2 separate regions of the Ovis aries genome follow, and region 2 is linked to region 1. The links are chromatin contacts, called in public Hi-C maps. All regions are on one chromosome and are shown on one strand. The core of a region is the stretch at or near the end of the contact, and the rest is flanking DNA. Distances in the headings are between cores, read along the strand shown.

Region 1 (3,019 bases), core at 494-2,993:
ATGAAGGCAAAGGAATACCCTTTCCTGTATATTGCAAGAACTAAGCACCTCTGCCCTTTCTCATTCTTATTCACTCAGATTCACTTGTTTACTTTGTTGACTTTAAAAATGAAAGTTATTTTCCCAGCTAAAAATGGGTTTATTCTAGAATAGCAGGGGCTTGTAACACAAAGAACAAACCTGATACCGTACTGGATCTGTTCCTTTAGCTCTAACCTTTTGCTGGTGCTCAGTCATGCTGGTTCTGCAGCTTTGTCCAAAAGAATGTTGCCTGTAGCCTGAAATGTACATGATAGTCTTGTTCTCAAGGCTCTGCCTCCCAGGCTTGACCTTTAAATATGTGACAGTTTTCGTTTGCTGTTTGGTTACTGTTACCCTTTTATGACCCCATAGACCATAGCCCACCAGTCTCTCTGTCCATGGGATTTACCAGGCAAAAAATATTGGAGTGGGTTACCATTTCCTTCTCCAGTGGATCTTCCTGACCCAGGGATCAAATCTGGTTCTCCTGCATTGGCAGGCAGAGTCTTTACCACTAAGCCACCAGGAAAGCCCAATTTTCTTTTATGCAGAGATAAAAAATTACAGAACAGAGAATAACAATTGTCTTGTTTTATGTTTACAGGACCATCATAACCAGACCTATGTGGATAGCTGCAGGAGCAGAGGGTTATCACATCACCTTGGGGGTATGACCTGCACCAAGAAGGTCACACCTTCATACCTGCAACAGCCAACCACACTCCCTCCCCCTTTAGTATAAAAGAAGCCTGAATTCTAATTCAGGTTTAAGATGTTTCTTCGGGACACTGGTCTGCCATCTTTTCTGTCTGCTGGTTTTCTGAATAAAGTCACTATTCTTTGTTCCAACAACTGGCCCCTCGATTTATTGGCAAGTCATGCAGCAGGCAGTGTCAGTTTGCATTTGGTAACTAAACTGCAATTTGGGTCAAGCAAACTGTAGCAAAAGCCAGAGTCCAACAAACAAAGCAAAGTTACTTTATGGAGAAAATTGAGTTTGGGAGCAGTTCTTTTGAAGGAAATATCATTGGGGAAAAGTGAGGGTGACAGTTTCTCATTGGCTGAGTTGTGGGGTAGTCTATTTCTTTTAGGAGCCGCAATGTATGGGTTGGTCAAAAAGTTTGTTGGACAGCTTACATCTTTTCCTGTTGGGCCCTGTAATTGACAATTCTTTCTGTAATTTACTGAGAGTGGTACCGAACTGTATGACAGCTCCCCCTTCTGGCCTCTCAACTCTATTTTGGTGAGGTTTCCCTTTACTGTATTAATTTTCACAACTTTGATCTATAGAAACCTTCAGGCAAAAAGAGTCTATTTCCTTCGAGAAAGTTTCTCTGTTAAAGGATGTTCCCCTTTGTTAGAAATATACGTTTTCACCCCGGAGTTAGACTTACTGAATGGGTAATTTTGTAGGTGGTGCTTTTCAGTCCCTTTTTAACAACCTTCAAAAGATTCTGATGTAAGTTAAAGACAGCCACTGTTGGAGAAGTTTTCTTCTTCAGATACATGAGCTGGCTGTGCAAGCTTGGGAGAAACTGGAGGACCGGGCTCCCCGGACTCTACTTCATCCGAGCGGCACTAGGACCCCGGTACCGGATACCAGGTCTCGCTACTGCCGTTGCGCCGGGGCGGGGTTGGCTTTCCGGGAGTGGGCCTCCCCCTCGACCCGCCCCTGGAGGCGGACCCGAGTTGACTTAAACTCCGGGGCCGAGAGGCGCTGCGTTTTCCCCGCTCGCCCAGGTTGGGTTCAGCTCCGGTAGGTAAGTGGGGACCTGGTTCCCGCCGGCACTCGCACGTTTCCTCGGGTTCTCGGCGCGGCGGGGTGGGGCACCGGCAGCCCAAGTGCCCGCAGGCGAGGGCTGGGTGTGCGGCGGCGAGTGCTTTTGTTCTGTGGTGGGGACTCAGCGGCAGCTCCGGGGGCTCGGGTCTCGGGCCAGCGGTGAGGGCTGGCCCGTCGGGCTCGGCTTGGTGCCCGCCCACCGCGCGGGGAGGGCCGGGAACCGGGGCGGATGTCGACCCCTAATCGGAGGGCGGCGCCTCGCCGGGTGTTTTCTGCAGAACGCCTTTCCTCACCATAGAGGTCGCGGGTGGCGACTGCGAGGACGCATTTTGTTAAACTGCAAGGCGATTGGTTAGACTGATGGATGTGAGAGTGGCTTATGTTTTTAATGATTTCCTGTCGCTGGCTTGAAAAAAAAAATCTTTGTTTTGAATTATTTTTCCAGTATTCCCTTCCTCCCCACCCCCATTAGGCCGAACCTCCCAAAACAAAATTGCTCAGCTTGCGTCTCCAAGTGGCCCGCAAACAACGTTTGTGCTGGAGTTGCTTTCCGTTCCTCAGCAGTAGTTAGTCCCTCGAGGCATTTTTAAATGCACAAATGCGTACCGATTTTAGATGTTCTCGAGGGATACGAATTTCCTAAGCAGATGTCCTTTGGGAACAGCAAGTTTTCAGAGAATGGTTCAGTGAAAACAATTTATTTGTAATATTTTAATGCTTGCCTTCAAAATAAAAAGAGTAGGTGAAGGGGATGAGCTAGGGTGCATTTAAATAGACGGGTCGCGGAGCTTGTTCGGGGATTTTTCTGATTGATGCGTTAACTCTAAATCAGATGAGTTCTAATCGGTGTTAACATGAAAGAGTTAGCGTTTTATTTTTTCCTGTGCAGTTGGATTCTCATTTACTAATTCGATAAAGAATTGTTAAGTTGAAAGTGTTCAGAGTGATAGAAGGAGTGGATCAGGAGGCGTGCAGTTGAATTATAACTTAAAAAGTAAATGGTAATTTACAGCAGACCCAGTTCTGTTTGTTACTTTGTCTTCTTAAGAATTCAGTAAGCTTAGTTTGCTTTTGATCCAGCCTTAACACAGTTTGAGCGGCAATGTCATATCAAGTAAGCAAATTAGTATGTATCTTTATTATAAGTTTAATGTGAATTTTATATAAATAAAAATACAATTACAAATTTTATATTGAATTTATTGTCAATTATAAAAT
Region 2 (3,304 bases), core at 527-3,026, 330 kb before region 1:
TTAGGAAAGGAATGTTATCTTCTAAGGAGTCACATTGCTGGCGTCAGAAGAAGGGAAAAACGAACTTTATGGTTGAGCAGACATTTCTGTGTTTGAAGAGGTCTGGTTAATGTATAATTAAGAAGCACATTGCACACTGGGGAGAGCCCTGTCTGGGAGGGCATGTGTTATGCTTAAATTTTCTTGTCCTGCCTTAAAAAACATACATTTTATTCCATCATAGGTGATCGGGAAAGAGCTTATAGGAATGACATTTCGGAAAGATCAGTGTTTTTCTAGGAGAATAGATAAGAGATATGATAATCTTGAGACAATGTCTGTTTGGGTGTGGTGTCCACTTTTCAAGTCCAAGAAAATTAAGAGTGTTCTCAAGGAGGGGTTTTATGACAATTGAGTTCTTTGGGGAGAGTCTGCTTTAGACAGATAAGAGATTTCAGAAACTCAAATCTCTTTCACTCAAAACAATTCCTGTGCTACAGTGGCATATCCTGATCCCTATTAATTAGGAAAGTTTAATAATGTGCCCAAGGTCACACAGCTAATAAGTATACTTAAATAACTTGTTCAAAAAAACCTTGAAAGACAAATTTGAGTATGAAATATATATTTTTTAACTTGCAAGAGTGTCCAGTTATTAGGGAATTGGAACGTGTACAAAGATGCAGGCAGATATTTAAAGGCAAAAATCACAAGGTCAGATGATAGCTCAGTTGTTACCAAACAATTGACAGGTCTGCTTGGTTGCATTTGGGTCAATGTTGATAAAAGAGAGACAATTCTTTCTCTCAGTTAAAAAGAACAAAAGAGACTTCCCTGGCTGTCCTGCGGTAAAGACTCCAGGCTTCCACTGCAGGGAGCACAGGTTCAATCCCTGATCAAGGAACTAAGATTTTGCCCCTTGACAAAAATAAATACATAAATAAAAATAAAAAAATCAACAGCAAACAATAGAGAAGAAAGTCCAGGTTTGCTTCTCACGGCTTACAGTCTGTTTCTCTTGGCTTATCTGCTTAGCTTATCTTGTAGGAATCCTTTTATTTTGGACTATGGAATGAAAGTTTCAGGAAAAAAAAACATTTAAATTGCACAATAGTGAATGGGATAGAAAAGGCAGGATTGCAGAGAGACCAGTTGCTGGAATTCAGGCGAGCAATCACAAGCCAGAACTAAGGGCAAGGCAAGAGGAATGGAAAGATCAATTTGAAAACTGTCTCTGTGATAGAATACATTAGCTGGTTAAAAACTAAAATCCTGAGACAAACCGATCTGGATTTTTTTTTTTTTTTTGCCACACAGTGTGGCATGTGGGATCTTAGTTTTCAGACAAGGGATCATTCCCCCTGCATTGGGATAATGAGAGTCTTAACCACTGGACTGCCAGGGAAGTCTCTAGATCTTGAACATCTATTAGGAATTATGACTAACAATAGAATCAGTGAGCATTAATTGAAATGACAAGTTACAATTAAACAAAAAAGATTGTACGTGCATGAAAATTATTATAATAGGGAGGACATATTATGATTTAATCTCAGTTGAGTGGGTCATTAAGGGTTTCTACTGTGTCTATTTGCCTCACCACCCTATGCCCAGTACCTAGAAGTGTGATTAGCACAAAGCAGATGCTCCACGGCTTTAGAGCATATTTTTTAGAAATCAGTATTTGACATTCCCTTATTTTCCAAGCGAGGTCAGGGCACCCTCTGGTTTCACATTCTGTCCCTTTAAGAAGCCCTTTAAGTGAAGGGAGAGAGCGCTGCCGGGAAGGAAGGCGGAGCAGGAGGTCAGGGCAAGGGCGGGGACAGGGGTGCTGGTAGCAGGCTACGCCGGGAACTCTGGATCCCGAGTGCAGTTGTAAAGAAAGCGCCAAAAGAGGCGCAAAGGCAAAGTGACTGACTTGCCCTGTGCTTTGCTCCCCAGGGTGATGTTAGCGCAGACAGGTAAGGAGAAAAGGAAGACTGTGCCTGCCCCTTTAAGGCTGACTCCCGTCCTCCTAGGAGGAAAATAACGTGCTGACGCTTTTGGAGCTTGCACTTTTAAACCTGTCTTCTTACTAATTAATCCAAATACCCAGTGTCCCCCGCTTAATCACATATTCATAACAGATGCTTCATTGGTTCTTGGCGTGGGAGGGAGCGGCATCGGTTTGGATGACACTATGTCCAAAATCGTCTCGTATTTGCTCTGCTTTCTTTTTAAACCTTAGACTCAAGGGCTTACCCAATCCTTCCTACACAATTAGTCCAGTGAGGTCAGGCTGTTAAGAGAGCATGTGATTACAAGGGCATAAATGTGGGCTGACACCCACTTAAAATCTATCCCGAGTTCACAGACTAGTGGCCTGACAGGCATTTTGACCCTCCTTCTGTCTTGACATTTTAATTAATTTCCCGCGTTTAAAAGTGGGAATTTTATTGTTATTTTTCGGGTGGGGACTTGTAGCAGATGGGATCTTAGTTCCAGGAGCGGGGATTGTGCCCCCTTCATTGGGAGTCTTAGCCACTGGACTGCGGGGGAAGTCTGTGGATTATCTCGAAAAATGGAAAGATCTGGCCATATGTCCCAGGACAGGCTACAGCTTGCTGGCTCCGTTGGACTGTTTTGAAACACTTTCTAGTTTGCCACAGCCTCTCTGTTATCAGCAACCAGCCTGCATCCCTCATTTATCACCAGTCTGGCCCCAGGTAGGCATTTGAGTTTGGGGCCCCTACCCTTGGACAGCAAGGAGATCAAACCAGTCAATCCTGAAGGAAATCAAACCTGAATATTCATTGGAAGGACTCATGCTGATGCTGAAGCTAAAGTTTCAGTGCTTTGGCCACCTGATGGGGAGAGCTGACTAATTGGAAAAAACCCTGATGCTGGGAAAGATTGAGGGCAGGAGGAGAAGGGGGTGACAGAGGATGAGATTGTTGGATGGCATCACTGACTCAAGGGTCATGAGTTTGAGCAAACTCTGGAGGACAGGGAAGCCTGGAAGCGCTGCAGTTCATGGTGTTGAAAGAGTCGGACTTGACTTAGCAACTGAACAACTCTAAATATTTGGGTGAATTTAAGACTATTTAAAATATTTATGCAGAACAGACCAAAGGTTCCAAACAACTTGGTGTATAATTTGTGTTTAAACTTCTCTTCCTCATTCTTACTTATTCTTAATCAAAATGTCTATTAAGTCTAGGTTTCATGAAGATGACTCATCAGAGGTATTTACAGAAAGTGATTTGATATTCTTTTATTACAATTAAATCCATAGTATTTTTTGTTTGTTTTAGGAAAAAAACAATTACATTGCTGTTTTATGCTA

What was found. Hi-C and Micro-C count contacts between places; a contact is called where the count stands out from the background.
Region 2: a Hi-C map of liver shows a contact between it and region 1, with 11 times the contacts expected there. The contact joins the promoter of ETFBKMT here to the promoter of RESF1 in region 1. A contact is called at or near these places in 10 of 16 Hi-C or Micro-C datasets (blood, hypothalamus, liver and 4 more).

What each region holds. Positions count from the first base shown.
Region 1 is chr3:183,478,921-183,481,939 of ARS-UI_Ramb_v3.0, reverse strand. RESF1 (retroelement silencing factor 1) reads left to right here and starts at 1,743. Exons shown (of 4, transcript XM_060413234.1): 1 at 1,743-1,777.
Region 2 is chr3:183,805,659-183,808,962 of ARS-UI_Ramb_v3.0, reverse strand. It overlaps ETFBKMT (electron transfer flavoprotein subunit beta lysine methyltransferase), which reads left to right and starts at 1,776. Exons shown (of 4, transcript XM_004006748.6): 1 at 1,776-1,940.